Linked DNA regions of Mus musculus: region 2 is linked to region 1. A link is a contact called in public HiChIP or PLAC-seq data. All regions are on one chromosome and are shown on one strand. Each heading gives the region's core, a stretch centred on a gene start, on an enhancer-like site or on the middle of the called end of the contact. The rest is flanking DNA. Distances are from core to core; before and after follow the strand shown. Region 1 holds the start of Stat6 (signal transducer and activator of transcription 6). Region 2 overlaps Lrp1 (low density lipoprotein receptor-related protein 1).

Evidence for each region. HiChIP or PLAC-seq counts read pairs in DNA pulled down with a chosen protein or histone mark.
Region 2: a contact with region 1 is called in an H3K27ac HiChIP or PLAC-seq map of embryonic stem cells, with 10 read pairs. The contact joins the enhancer-like site here to the promoter of Stat6 in region 1. A contact is called at or near these places in 1 of 39 promoter capture datasets (macrophages), 2 of 15 datasets of contacts at CTCF or cohesin (CD8 T cells and the NIH/3T3 cell line), 8 of 484 Hi-C or Micro-C datasets (LSK cells, bone marrow-derived macrophages, differentiating spermatogonia and 5 more), 15 of 115 datasets of contacts at active chromatin or transcription factors (CD8 T cells, the HPC-7 cell line, the SCID.adh cell line and 8 more) and 3 of 9 other capture datasets (adipose tissue, liver and pancreatic islet).

Annotation. Positions count from the first base shown.
Region 1 is chr10:127,639,344-127,646,110 of GRCm38.p6, reverse strand. It overlaps Stat6 (signal transducer and activator of transcription 6), which reads right to left and starts at 3,125. Exons shown (of 22, transcript NM_009284.2): 1 at 2,862-3,125. It overlaps Gm40802 (a long non-coding RNA gene), which reads right to left. Exons shown (of 3, transcript XR_872173.2): 3 at 5,691-6,041.
Region 2 is chr10:127,590,949-127,597,063 of GRCm38.p6, reverse strand. It overlaps Lrp1 (low density lipoprotein receptor-related protein 1), which reads left to right. Exons shown (of 89, transcript NM_008512.2): 7 at 1,617-1,779; 8 at 1,893-2,115; 9 at 3,095-3,284; 10 at 3,568-3,711; 11 at 4,926-5,162. It overlaps Gm16217 (a long non-coding RNA gene), which reads right to left and starts at 850. Exons shown (of 3, transcript XR_003949047.1): 1 at 669-850; 2 at 391-490. Within about 2 kb of position 4,448, at least 95 of the 459 cell types and tissues checked have an H3K27ac peak or open chromatin away from gene starts, as enhancers often do. A contact at or near this core is called in the SCID.adh cell line, adipose tissue, bone marrow-derived macrophages and 6 more, where this site is marked.

The sequences.
Region 1 (6,767 bases), core at 1,876-4,375:
ATCCCCCTGCCCCTGCCCCTGCCCCTGCCCCTGCCCCTGCCTGCTGGGATTAAAGACATGCACCACAATGACTGGTCAGCCTCGGACTCTTGATCCTCTTATCTCCACTTCCCAAGGGCTGGGACTACTGACGTGCACCACCACACCTGACTCCAACTTTAGATTTTAATCTATGTGACACCAGTGTCTGAAAAGAGCATGCAGGACATCATTCTGACCCAAGACCATGGATAGGGCCTGAGACAGCTTGCAGCATCTACCCCTGTGTCTTCTATATTTTCTCCCATATACAGCTATGAAAAGCTTAATATGTAAACTGGGCACACAAAGAGATCAACGACAACAATAATAAATTACGCATCATACTGTAACAAGAGTTACAATGAGGAAATTTGAAAGACACCTCAGTGGTAGAGTGCCTGCCTAGTATTTGTGAAACTGTAAGTTCAGTGCCCAGCACTGCAAAAGTCACCAAGCTAGGTGATGAAGATGGTGGAAGAATAACAATGTCTACAAGTCATTATGCACTATTCCATAACAGGTATACCATACTCAACTGTGTGTGCATGTATGTGTGTGTGTGTGTGCGCGTGCGCATGCCTGCGCGCAATCACGAGAGTGTGTATATGTGTGTGCATGTTTGTCTGTGCCTGTGTGTGTGCACAAGCACGCGCATGTGTGTATGTACGTGTGTCTGTGCCTGTGCTCGTGTGTATGCATGTGTGTATACACGTGTGTATGCATGCATGTGTGCACGTGTGCAAGTGTCTCCCAGGGCCTCACACATGCTACATTGTGCTCTTTCCTGAGTTACATTCCTGCCCCCTCACAATATTATTTTTAGCTTTTTATTATCTTAATGGTTTTGCCTATGTATATATGTGCCTCTAGAAATGGAGTTAGAAACAGTTGTGAGTTGCCGTGTGTGTGTGTGTGTGTGTGTGTGTGTGTGTGTGTGTTGGGGTGTTGGGGGGATCAAACCCAGGTCCTTCAGGAGAACAGCCAATGCTCTTAGCCACTGAACCATCTCTCCAGGCCTATTTTAAAGTTTACAATTATCCCTTTTCCTAGATGAAGAAATTAAGGCTCAGGAAGGTTAACTTGTCCAAGGCCACTGGGCAAGAAGTTAGTAATCTGGCCCTTACTCATCATTGGGATTAATCACTATACTGTGCTGTTAGAATTCCCTCCAGCTCAGAGATCCCATCACCTTACAGATAGGACAGGAAGAGCTGGGAAGGGGGAAAGGGAGGGAAGACCAGAGAAGCAATGAGGACTGATCAGTCTGGAAGTGGGGGACAACAAGACAGCCAAAAAGCCAGAGGAAGAGAAGAAGAAAGGCAGGGAAAGAGGAGGGAGAGGGAGCAGAGTGCTGGCTCCTGAGTCTCTCAGGGGCCTCAGAGTGGGCTGGGTTGAGGGGGATGGCTCAGTGGTTGATGGGAGGGATGGCTCTCAGTTTATAATGACCTCTCAGAGAGGAGGAGGAGGAAGATGGGATGGAAACTCCCTGGGTCTCCCCAATTCCTCCTGCCTTTTGAGCCTCTTAACTCCCACAGGACTCCCATATAGAAGAGAAGGAGGCCACTTCACAGGACATTGCCTACCCTTAACCATCTTCCCGGTTGCTCTCCCACTCCCTGAGTTCTCACTCCCAAAGGCAGAGTCTTCAACTCTTGCATAGGGTCCTCCAACCAGACTTTGCTCTAAAACTGTCTACCCCGTTGGGTGGGGCATCCCGAAGAGTCACATTTGTCTTATTTTCAAATTTAAGAGAGGATTCTGTTCCCTTTTCCTCCCAGTCTCTGGAATGTTCGGATTCCAGACCTTTGGCCCTATCCTTACCCTACTGGGGACTGGGACCGCCAAGCCAGGAACAGCTCCAATTTCCTCTAAATCTCCCTGTAGAGTGACTCAAGTCTCATCCTTCCCCCACCCCAGACGCCATTAAGCCATATTTTTCTCCTGAGCTGCCGGTAACGTTGCAGGGTCTATAGGTCGGGCTAGGACAAGGACCGTCCTTTCTTGAGATCAGTCCCCTAGGGTGGGAAGGCGGAGCTACACTTCAAGAGGCGGGGCGAGCTTTCCCTTCCAGGCTCCCCCTCCCCGCCGTAGGGGAAGCCCGACAACCTAGAAGCTTCTTCGTAAGCTTGGTGGCCTAAATCTATCCCCTCCACTCCCGCATTCCGAGTCCGCTGGCCGTGTGACCCCAATATCAAAAGTCAAGGGCTTCCCTGAGTTGTCCAATGTGCGTGTATATATGACGGTGGCGGCGCTGGTGGGGGTGGGAAAGGGTGGGAGGAGGTGGAGCCAGGTCAGCATGAGGAGGGTTAACCCCCAGCCGGCTGCCCTCCACGGGGAAATCTCAGGGTTTACTGCGGCCAAAAAAGTGAGGGGGAAAGTCCCCCTCCTCTGGGGCACCATGAGATCTACATCTGGGTCTCTCTCACCCTCCAGCCACACCCTGAGTAGGAACCTTTAGCGGGCAGCAGCTAGGGGTTGGACAGGCTCGGGGACCCTGGAGCATCAACTTCTAGGGAAAGGCAGCCATGTCCCCCAACCCAGAGAACCTTTCTTCTCCTCTGCCCAGCGACTGTCCCAAGACCCAGGAGGCGCAGGGCTGAGGATTGGGGAAAGTGACGCGACACGTTGGGGACCGGAATGTGGAGGCCTGTACCCACCCGAGTCCTTCGAAAGTTGGAAACTGCCAAAACCCAGTGCCGTCAGCTAACCCCAGATGAAACTATTTTCAGGGGACCAACTGCCCCGCCCAGGGGGGAGGATCCGAGAGGCCCCGAAAATCCATCCCTCGTGGTTCGTCAAAGCCCCCCCATAACCTTCCCTACTCGCAGACGTCCCCTCACCTCAGCAGCCCCGCTGCTATCTTCTCCCTCTCTCAGAGGGCACTACCAAGCCCCATGGGTCTGTAGGTCTGTCCAGCGGGTCCTGGGCTGGCCCTAAAAACTCAATGTGTACAGACACACACACACATATGCACACAGGCACGCGCGCACACGCTCGAGCGCGCGCACACACACACAAACACACACACAGGCACGCACGCACTCGTCTCCGGGCCTTCTTCACTGTAAACCCTGGCTGCCCCGGCCTGCTGTTTCCGGCTTCTCTGTCTGCCCAGGTCCCTCCCTGGCGCTCTGACGACACAGAGAAGAGAAAGTGGGCTGGAGGAGGAAGAGGAAGAAAGTGGGGTGAACCTGTATGTACCCGGTGGGGAAGCACGTAGTGGGGAGGGCAAAGCTGGAGCTCCATTGAACCACACTGGAGGGAGGCTGACCTTTACTCTAATCCCCTTAGCACTGATCCATTCCCCACTCCTCGGAAAAGTCACCTAATATCTGGCAGAGGCATGCCACCCCGAACTGCCTAGCTACCACACAAACTTTCTCCGGGCCAGAGATTGGGACCTCGGGGAACTGTGCTATGGGACATCTGGGTTGTGTGCGTCCTCCAGTGGAGGACCCTGAAAAACAGCTGGGAGCCCGAGGCCCCTGCACAATTAGGCTCACCTCCTTCCAAGGCAGGAACGCCTTAGAAGTCCCGTGATACTGTAGGGAGGAAGTGGGGGAGGGGAACCCTTAGCTCAGAATTCTGGAAGTCTCCGGGAGTCCCTTGGAGGAAAAGGAATTCATTCGGGGATACCACGTCCCAAACCCTAGTGATAGCCACTGAGGGCTGCCAGGGTGCCAAGTTTGAATGTGAATATGCTGTGCAACCTTGGCAAAGTTCCTATCTGTTTCTGAGGTAAACACTGAGACACACCCCAAAACAAATATGTGCAATTTCCCTGGCCACAAGAAAACACACACACACACACACACACGCATACACACACACATACACACACGCACACGCGCGTGTCTGAGCTTTACACATGTAGCAGCAGGCTCTCACACATGACAGCCCTCAGAGCCTCTTAGAGTCACACACACACACACACACACACACACACGCCCCTTGTTCAGCCTCTGAATCACCATCATAACCAGAGGACTGTCCTGTAGTTTTTGTTGGGGAGGATAACAAAAGGCCAAACCTGAAAGTCGAGTGTATGGAGGGATAGTCTGAGGGTGGCTGTGTCAAGTTGGAATTTTGGCTTTCCATTGCCTTTCAGGGCTGGGCTGAAAGAGCAAAAGCCAGGCTTCTGGCGCCCCCTGGTGCCTGAGCTGATTCCTCCACTGCACATCCGTGGGCACTGTACACAGTGCAAACTTAGATCCACCCAGGTGCCAGAGCAAACTGTACATGTACATATAATATAATCATGGACTCTGAGCAAGACCTATTTGTGTTCAAGTCCTGCCAAAGATGCTAACTGCAGAATTGGCTGGTTCATTATCTGTAGGACGGAGCACGCAGAGTGGCTTAAGCTGTGGGGTTGTGAGAATAGAATATACTGATACATAAAGGCTCAGAGGAACTCTGGTCACCTAGTAAACAGCAAGCAGGAGGTACTTTTGTTGTTGTTGTTGTTGCTCAGCTACTTGGTTGGACTGTGGTTGTTGATGCTGTTGTTGAGACAAAGGGTCATGTAGCCCAGGATGGCCTTGAAATTGCCTAGTAACCAAGGACAAACTTTAACTTCACCTCCCAAGTACCAGGCTTAGAAATATGCAACAAACAGCAAGAGGGCTTGTGATGCTAAGAACTGAACCCAGGGCTTTTTGCATGTCAGGCAAGGATGCTACCAAATGAGTCACATCCCAACCCAACAATTAATATTTGATGGGTTGGGTTTTTTGTTCTTGTTTATTTATTTATTACATATGAGTACACTGTCACTGTCTTCAGACACTCGAGAAGAGAGAGTCAGATCTCATTACGGATGGTTGTGAGCCACCATGTGGTTGTTGGGATTTAAACTCAGGACCTTCGGAAGAGCAGTCAGTGCTCTTAACCATCTGAGCCATCTCTCCAGCCCCCTTGATGGATTGTTCTTAATGTCTATAGATATACTGTCTACATGAATGTATACCATGTGCATGCCTGGTGCTCTCAGAGGCTAGAGGAGAGCATCACATACCCTGGAATTAGAATTACAGATGATTGTTTTCTAATTACCATGTGGGTCTTGGTAATCAGATCTAGGTCCTCTGGAAGAACAGCCAGAGCTCTTAACCACTGAGCTCTCTCTCCAGTCCCAGACACTGTTTTTATGGCCAAGAATAAATATTATGTGGGAAAAAACCCAGAAGGCTCTTCATCTTACCCAGAGGTTCCAGGGTTGTGAGAGGGTAGTGCTGAGGGTAAGTTGTGAGGGTAAGGCAGAGCCTAGAAGAGGTGTGTTCCTTTATGGATGCCTTAGGTCTGTAAGGCAGTGAGTGGAAGAGAAAGAGAGCAGGGGTGGAGATGGTAGATGGGAGTCTATCCAGAGACTGGTCCAGCCAGTAATGCTTACACCGAGGGATGCACATGCGTGAGTTCATGGCGCACACCTATGTGCTTCCAGGTGCCCACTGCACAGATGAACGTCCTCAGACTGGAGTGGAAGCCAGGCCCTGCCCCCTGGGTATCTCAGGAAGTGTGAGTCCAAGAACAGGCAGGAAGAGAGAGAAGAGAGGCTGCAGCCTCGGCTTTGGCTCCTCTTAAGATGAACTAGGATGGTATCTGCTAAACAAGCAAGTGTCAGAAGAAAAACAATACTTCATCTTCCTTTATCCTGCCAGTGGGGACACAGATGTCACAGGAGAACCCAGGGTTTAGAAGTATATCTGATTCTACTTTAGAGATAGATCCATGACTGTTGGTCTACCAAGTGGGACGATTCGGGTGTCCCCACGATGCGGGGGGGGGGGTGCATTCAGATAGAACGGTGGTGGTTCCGTGTACCTCAGTAGAGACTGGGATACGTGAGGTGACTAGGGTGCACTTACTTCAGATTGCATAACTGTAGGATCAGGCCAGCTTTCACCAATGACAACCACCTGCCTGACACTTCATTGCTTCATCTTCCTCCAGGCTTTGCAATCCCACCCAGTGTCTGCAAACACCGCACACATGAGAGACTGCATTAGGAGAGGGAAAACCTGTATGGTGTGAGAACTTGAGGTTACAACCCTAGAGTGAGTCACAAAAGCGATTTTATGGGTGTATTAGTTTTGCTAGGGTTGCTGTAATAAATCCCCACAAGCTGAATGGCTTAAACAGCAGAAACTCCACTCAGGGTATTGAAAGCTAAAGACCCAAGATCAAGGTGTTGTGGGTTGGTTCTCTCTGAGAACCATGAAGGGCTTTGACATATTTTTTTTTTCTTCAAGACAGGGTTTCTCTGTGTAGCCCTGGCTGTCCTGGAACTCACTTTGTAGACCAGGGTAGCCTCGAACTCAGAAATCCTCCTGCCTCTGCCTCCCAAGTGCTAGGATTAAAGGCATGTGCCACCACCACCCAGTGACATATTAATTTTTAAAGGAACATAGCTCATGCCATAATAATATCTTGACTACTTTTTTAAAAATAAAATGGAATAGAAGGAGCTGGAGAAATGGCTCCATGGTTGAGAGCACTGGCTGATGTTCTAGAGGACCCAGGTTCAATTCCCAGCACACACATGGCAGTTCACAACTGCCTGTAACTCCAGTCCCAGGGGATTCAATATCCCTCTCCTGGCACATATGTGGTATGCAGACACACATGTAGGCAAAATAGCCACACATATAAAATAAAATAAAACAAAATAATAATGTACAATAGTAAATAAAATATAAAATATCTATAAGAACTTGGGCATGGTGGTGGCACATGCCTTTAATCCT
Region 2 (6,115 bases), core at 3,199-5,698, 50 kb after region 1:
CCTTGTCCTCTTCATGCTTCCCTGCCTGCCCCCCAAAATGGAACAGTCTTGGGAACCCAGAGGACAGAGTAGCTGGGTTTGGGAATGTGTCAGCACTTGTAGGGGTAATACCTCATCCCTATGACCTCTTTCTCCAGTTGTCTCAGGGTGGGGTTTACCAGAGGGGACCTGAAGAGGAAGCCATTTATGTGAGCCTTCAGTGACTACTTCCCCCGCTCGCTCCTCTGTCCTCAGTCCTGTGACTCTGAGTCAGTCGTCCCAGCCAGCCAACTTCCCTGGATGACATGTTCCTATTCCCTGCACCCCCTCCCACTATTAAGAAACAGCTCCTGGATCCCTGTGGGGAGGAAGGGGGGTTAGGGAGGGGTTGAGCAGAGTTCATCATTATACCTGTAGCTGTGTGGCAGAGTCATCCCTACAGGGCTGAGTCCTGATAGTGTGGGCCGAGCTTCAGCCAGAGGCAGGCAGTAAAAAGACGGCTGGCTACCTGCTGTTGAAACAGTGCAGATAAAAGTCTCTGCCTTAGGAACGTTCAGGTCTGCAAGTGGCATTTCTTCTGAGAGTGTATTTGAAAGGGGCCAGCGGGGGGTGCATGGAAGCCTGGGCTGTGTTGGGAAGGCTGCCAACAGTTGTCCTTATCCCCAGACTTCCAACAGTCCTTGGCTTACCCTCCTCCTGTGGCCCTTCATGGCTTAGAATGACTGTGGTAGCTGCCATGTACCATCAGAAGTTCCTCTTTCTCTGTCTCCTGGTTTATCTCCAGGGTCCTATTTTCGCCTCCTCTTGGACTCTCTGTACTTCAGTTCTCATTCCTTCTGTGCTTCCTCGGGGTGTGAGGGAATTAAGTACTAACATGGAAGAAACGGGGACGTGAAGGCAAGAAGAAGGAGTTTGGCTCATGTGACTGATTCCCCAGCCTCGGGGCCACCAGTCTTGGGTCATGCTGTATGAACTTCATATTTTGAAATACTTTTCTCCCAAGCTGAGTTCATTTATGAACATTCTACTTCCCAGTAATTTTTTTTCTTTAAATTTATGCAACATGCACAGCTTCCAGCCGGTACTTCTTGTTAGTATGAAATAATTAGACTTACCATGTAGAGCGAATATAAATCAGGCCCAAACCAAAGATAATGTGCCGTTTTGGTTAGTTAGGACACCCTTTTCTCAAGAGAAAGCAGGTTAAAGAGAAAATATCAGGGTGAGTTGGTAGGCCTGACCTCCTGCCTCTTGGCACTACAAGATAGCACTTTCCTGATGAAAACTGGATTAGAATCGGAAGATCCTGTCAGTCAGTCAGTCAGTCAGTCAGTCAGTCAGCCAGCCAATATTTACCTAGTCCCTCCTGCTTATGACAATCCTGAGCCTAGGATGGGGGCTGGGGCAGGGGGTTGAGTCTATTTGGAGACTTCTATTTGGAGAGACCAGATACTTGGAAACATAAAGAATGTCAAAGTGTGACTGTATCCGCTGCGAACACCCACAAGAGCTCCGGGGAAGGTGGCTGCAGCTGGCTGTGGCTGAGGAGGGTTAGGTCGCAGAGAAGGCAAGCTCACCAGAGGAACGGATGCCTGTGGGTGGGCCTGTCCCACATAGCTCTCTCCTTCCTTTTCCAGACGTGGAGCAGATGGCAATCGACTGGCTGACGGGAAACTTCTACTTTGTCGACGACATTGACGACAGGATCTTTGTCTGTAACCGAAACGGGGACACCTGTGTCACTCTGCTGGACCTGGAACTCTACAACCCCAAAGGCATCGCCTTGGACCCCGCCATGGGGTAAGAGTGTCGGGCTGGCATTCTCACTCTCGAAAGAGGAGGCAGAAGCTGTAGTGGGAAGTGTGTGGGGGATCCTGGTCCCTGCGCCCCATTTATCATGTGTGCACCCACAGGAAGGTGTTCTTCACTGACTACGGGCAGATCCCAAAGGTGGAGCGCTGTGACATGGATGGACAGAACCGCACCAAGCTGGTGGATAGCAAGATCGTGTTTCCACACGGCATCACCCTGGACCTGGTCAGCCGCCTCGTCTACTGGGCGGACGCCTACCTAGACTACATCGAGGTGGTAGACTACGAAGGGAAGGGTCGGCAGACCATCATCCAAGGCATCCTGGTGAGGGGGCTGCTTTGTCTGAGGTTATTCTGAGGAGACCAACCACCAGAGCCTCCTGCTGACGGGGAGTCCTTTGGGGGACTTGATCTCTAGGGCTCCCAGTGAGTGTGGAAAGAGCAGAGTTAACCAGCCCATGTCTTCTGGAGGGGCCAGCAGGAATGTGTCAGAGAGGAAGGCTATGGCTTCCCATTCTGATGGGAGCAGTCATTTAAAGACACCCCTTTTACTTCCCTTTTTCTTATTTGAGGCTTAAAATAACCCCTGGGAGATGAGCAGGCAGTTGACAAAAGCGGGGTTCAAAGATGTTTGGTAATTTGCCAGAGGTTACACAACTGGGAACAACGCTCGAACCCAGCCAGGAGGTCCTGCTGCTCAGTGCAGACCGTCCACTCCGGAGTAGCTTGCGTGTGCAGCCATGCCCGGGGCTTTGAGTGGAACTCTTCCAGTCCTAACCTTGAAAAATCTCACAGCAGACTCCTTATCTTGGGCAAATGGAAACAGCTGGCCCCTGTAGGCTTCCTTGGGACACGAGAGAACCCTCAGTCTCCAGAAAAGCTGCAGTCAAGTTGAGCATTCTCTGGGGAGGGAGGTTAGGGCCCGAGTTTAACTCATCTGCAAATTCTCAAAGGGTCTGCAAGGAGCTTAATTCTGCGAGGGACATTGTTTTTTCTTGTCCTCGGTGGTAGGATGGTCCAGTGATCAGCACATCTGGTGTGTTAGATAGCAGTGTCACCACAGAGGCAGAGTATAGAAAGGAATAGCATCTCTTTGAAAACTCCAGTTCTTTACTTTGTGAAGGACGAATAGGAGATGGACAAACAGAAATTTCCAGAACACACAAGTTTAGCATCAGGTTAAACAAAACTAGCGGGGAAAGTTCGGACGTAGGTGATGGGAGTCTGGGTGGCAGGCGGAGGCCGATGGGGGATGAAGGGAGCAGCCTTTTCATCTTGTTGACCGACGCTGCCTGCCGTCTCAGATCGAGCACCTGTACGGCCTGACCGTGTTTGAGAACTATCTCTACGCCACCAACTCGGACAATGCCAACACGCAGCAGAAGACGAGCGTGATCCGAGTGAACCGGTTCAACAGTACTGAGTACCAGGTCGTCACCCGTGTGGACAAGGGTGGTGCCCTGCATATCTACCACCAGCGACGCCAGCCCCGAGGTAAGCGGTCAACAGGGCACCTCCACAGTCGGCTTCACCCCAACAGCACTGTCTGCTCTTCTGCATATCTCTTTCAAATTGAGAGTGTTTCTAGGCACCTTCCCCAAGCTACTTCTCCTCGCCTCTCCACGACCGGAATCCCTTATGCCTGGGTTGTGGCAAGGCGGTGAATACTAGTTCTGGGCTTCAAAGTCCTAAAATGGGACAAGAGCAAAGAGCACCCCCCATCTGACCCGAGCAGAGCCCCCTGAAGGGTGCTGACAGCTCTCTCCTCTGCCCCCAGTGCGGAGTCACGCCTGTGAGAATGACCAGTACGGGAAGCCAGGTGGCTGCTCCGACATCTGCCTCCTGGCCAACAGTCACAAGGCAAGGACCTGCAGGTGCAGGTCTGGCTTCAGCCTGGGAAGTGATGGGAAGTCTTGTAAGAGTGAGTATCAGGGAGAGTTGGGCCTGCTGGGGGTAGGGGTGGGTCCACAGACATTCCCCTGTAACCCGCTGCCTCTGCCTAGATGCAGAGAAACGAAGGGCAGAGACATAAGGGGCCCACACCCAAGAGCAGCGATATATCTAGCACACGATCACTCATTCTGCGAGTGTTCAGCAAACACACACTGGGTGTTTGACACCGTTCGGGCAGTGAAGGGTGTGGGGGGACAGAGGAGTTGTCAGGACAGTCGGAGGATGTGATATCTAAGCCAAGCTCTCTGCTGATGAAGTGAGGCGGCCAACCGTGTGACTGCTGAGAGATCATTTATGGAGGAGTGAACTTACGGTTCAAAGGCCCTGAGGCCAGTGTAGGGTGTGGTCTGCCGAGACGCTGGGTAAGGTGTCGTGGTGTGAGTAAAGGGAAATGAAGGGAATTTCTCACTGGGATGAGGAGCTTATGACCACTGTGGAAAGAAGATGAGTGATTGGGTGCGTCCTGTGTACGCTTATACTGTGCTGGGCAGGAGGGAAGAAGCCAGGTGGCTATTTCCATGGTGTGGGTCAGAGTGACATGGTTTAGGTTAAGATGGTGACAGACTGGTAGAATGACCAGATACCAACGTGCTCTGAAAGCACTCCGATTTCCATGAAAAGTTGCTTGAGTCAAATCCCCATGACACAGCGGCTCTAGGACTAGAGTGGAGCATGTTATCTTGTGTCTTCTGGGAGTGACTCATAGCCCTGTCTGCTCCAGATCTCCTGACCCAGCCCAGCCAACGCACTATAGCACCTCAGACCCAGATTTCAATTTGGGTGGTGACCATGTGTGCGTGTGAATGTGCGCATACATGTGTGTGCATTGTGTGTATGCGTGTGTGTCTGTATCCATGTGTGTGTGTGTGAGTGCATGTGTGTCTGTGTGTATATGCATGTGTATCTGTGTGTGTGTGTGTGTGTGTGTGTAAGCGAGTGCATGTGTATCTCTGTGTGTATGTGAGAGCAAGTGCATGTGTGTCTGTGTGTCTGCATGTGTGTGTGTGCGCGCGCACGTGTGCGAGTTCATGTGTGTATGTGTGTGTGCATGTGTGTATGTGAGCGAGTGCATGTGTGTCTGTGTGTATATGCATGTATGTCTGTGTGTGTATGCATGTGTGTGTGTGTGTGCGCAAGTTCATGTGTGTCTGTGTAACTTTGTGCCCTTTGTACTTGCCCTAGAACCTGAACATGAGCTGTTCCTCGTGTATGGCAAGGGCCGACCAGGCATCATTAGAGGCATGGACATGGGGGCCAAGGTCCCAGATGAGCACATGATCCCCATCGAGAACCTTATGAATCCACGCGCTCTGGACTTCCACGCCGAGACCGGCTTCATCTACTTTGCTGACACCACCAGCTACCTCATTGGCCGCCAGAAAATTGATGGCACGGAGAGAGAGACTATCCTGAAGGATGGTGAGGGCGTCAGAGGTGGGCGGTGTGTGGGAAGAGCTCCTGGGGGATGAGGCGCCTGAGACAGGAAGACATCAGAGGCTTAGATTGCTCCCTCACAGTATGAAGAGTCCTTGCTGACAAGCTGGCTGGGCTGGTTGGCATGGAGATGAGGGGATAGACAGGTTGACCCCTGTGTGACCCCCTTCTTGGCTGAGCCAAAAAGAGTCGGAGGATGGATGGATGTGTTAGGCAGTGAGGGCTGCCTTGGCCAGCCCTTGGGAAAATTCAGGGTCTCGCCGCCATTGGCTCAGAGCCCTGGAGCTGTGTACAGCATACAGCCAGGAGAGGCCATAGGCCCTGAATCACAGCCGGGCCTGCCATGTCAGACAGGGCTCATCCACAAGTGTAAATGCTCAGAATGTATGCAGCTGGATCTCATGGCCACGGATATCTCTACCTCTCTGTGGCCTGAGAACTCTGTGTCTGTCTCTCCCTCTGACCTACTTTGGCAGGGCCACTGTGCAGTGGAGCCGTTCCCCTTGAGGGCTTCTGAGCTGTGTGTGTTTTATACCTCAGATCTGTTTTTGGGGGCCCCAAGATCTGGTTCCTTAACCAGTCAATCTGGCTTGCTCCCCACCCTCTGTGCAGCTCAGAGAACCTCAGCAGTCAGCAATCATAAGACTGTGTGGAAATCAAGAATGACTCCTGTCAGGAAGACACTGGGGACCCCTGTACAGGGGAACTGCTATTTAAGGGACACTAGATAAAGCCTTTGGCTAAGGGAAAATTCACTTCCTAATTTACTCATTTTTGTGAGTACAGGTTTTTTAGGCCCAGGATGGTGGCGTCATACTGGAGCAAAGAGCCAGTGCATATCGCCCCGGCTGTCCACCTAAGCACAGGCCCAGACATGCCCTCATCTGAGAGCTCCCCTTAGTCACGTAGTTTCCTGGCTGCCTCATGCTGTTTTTCAA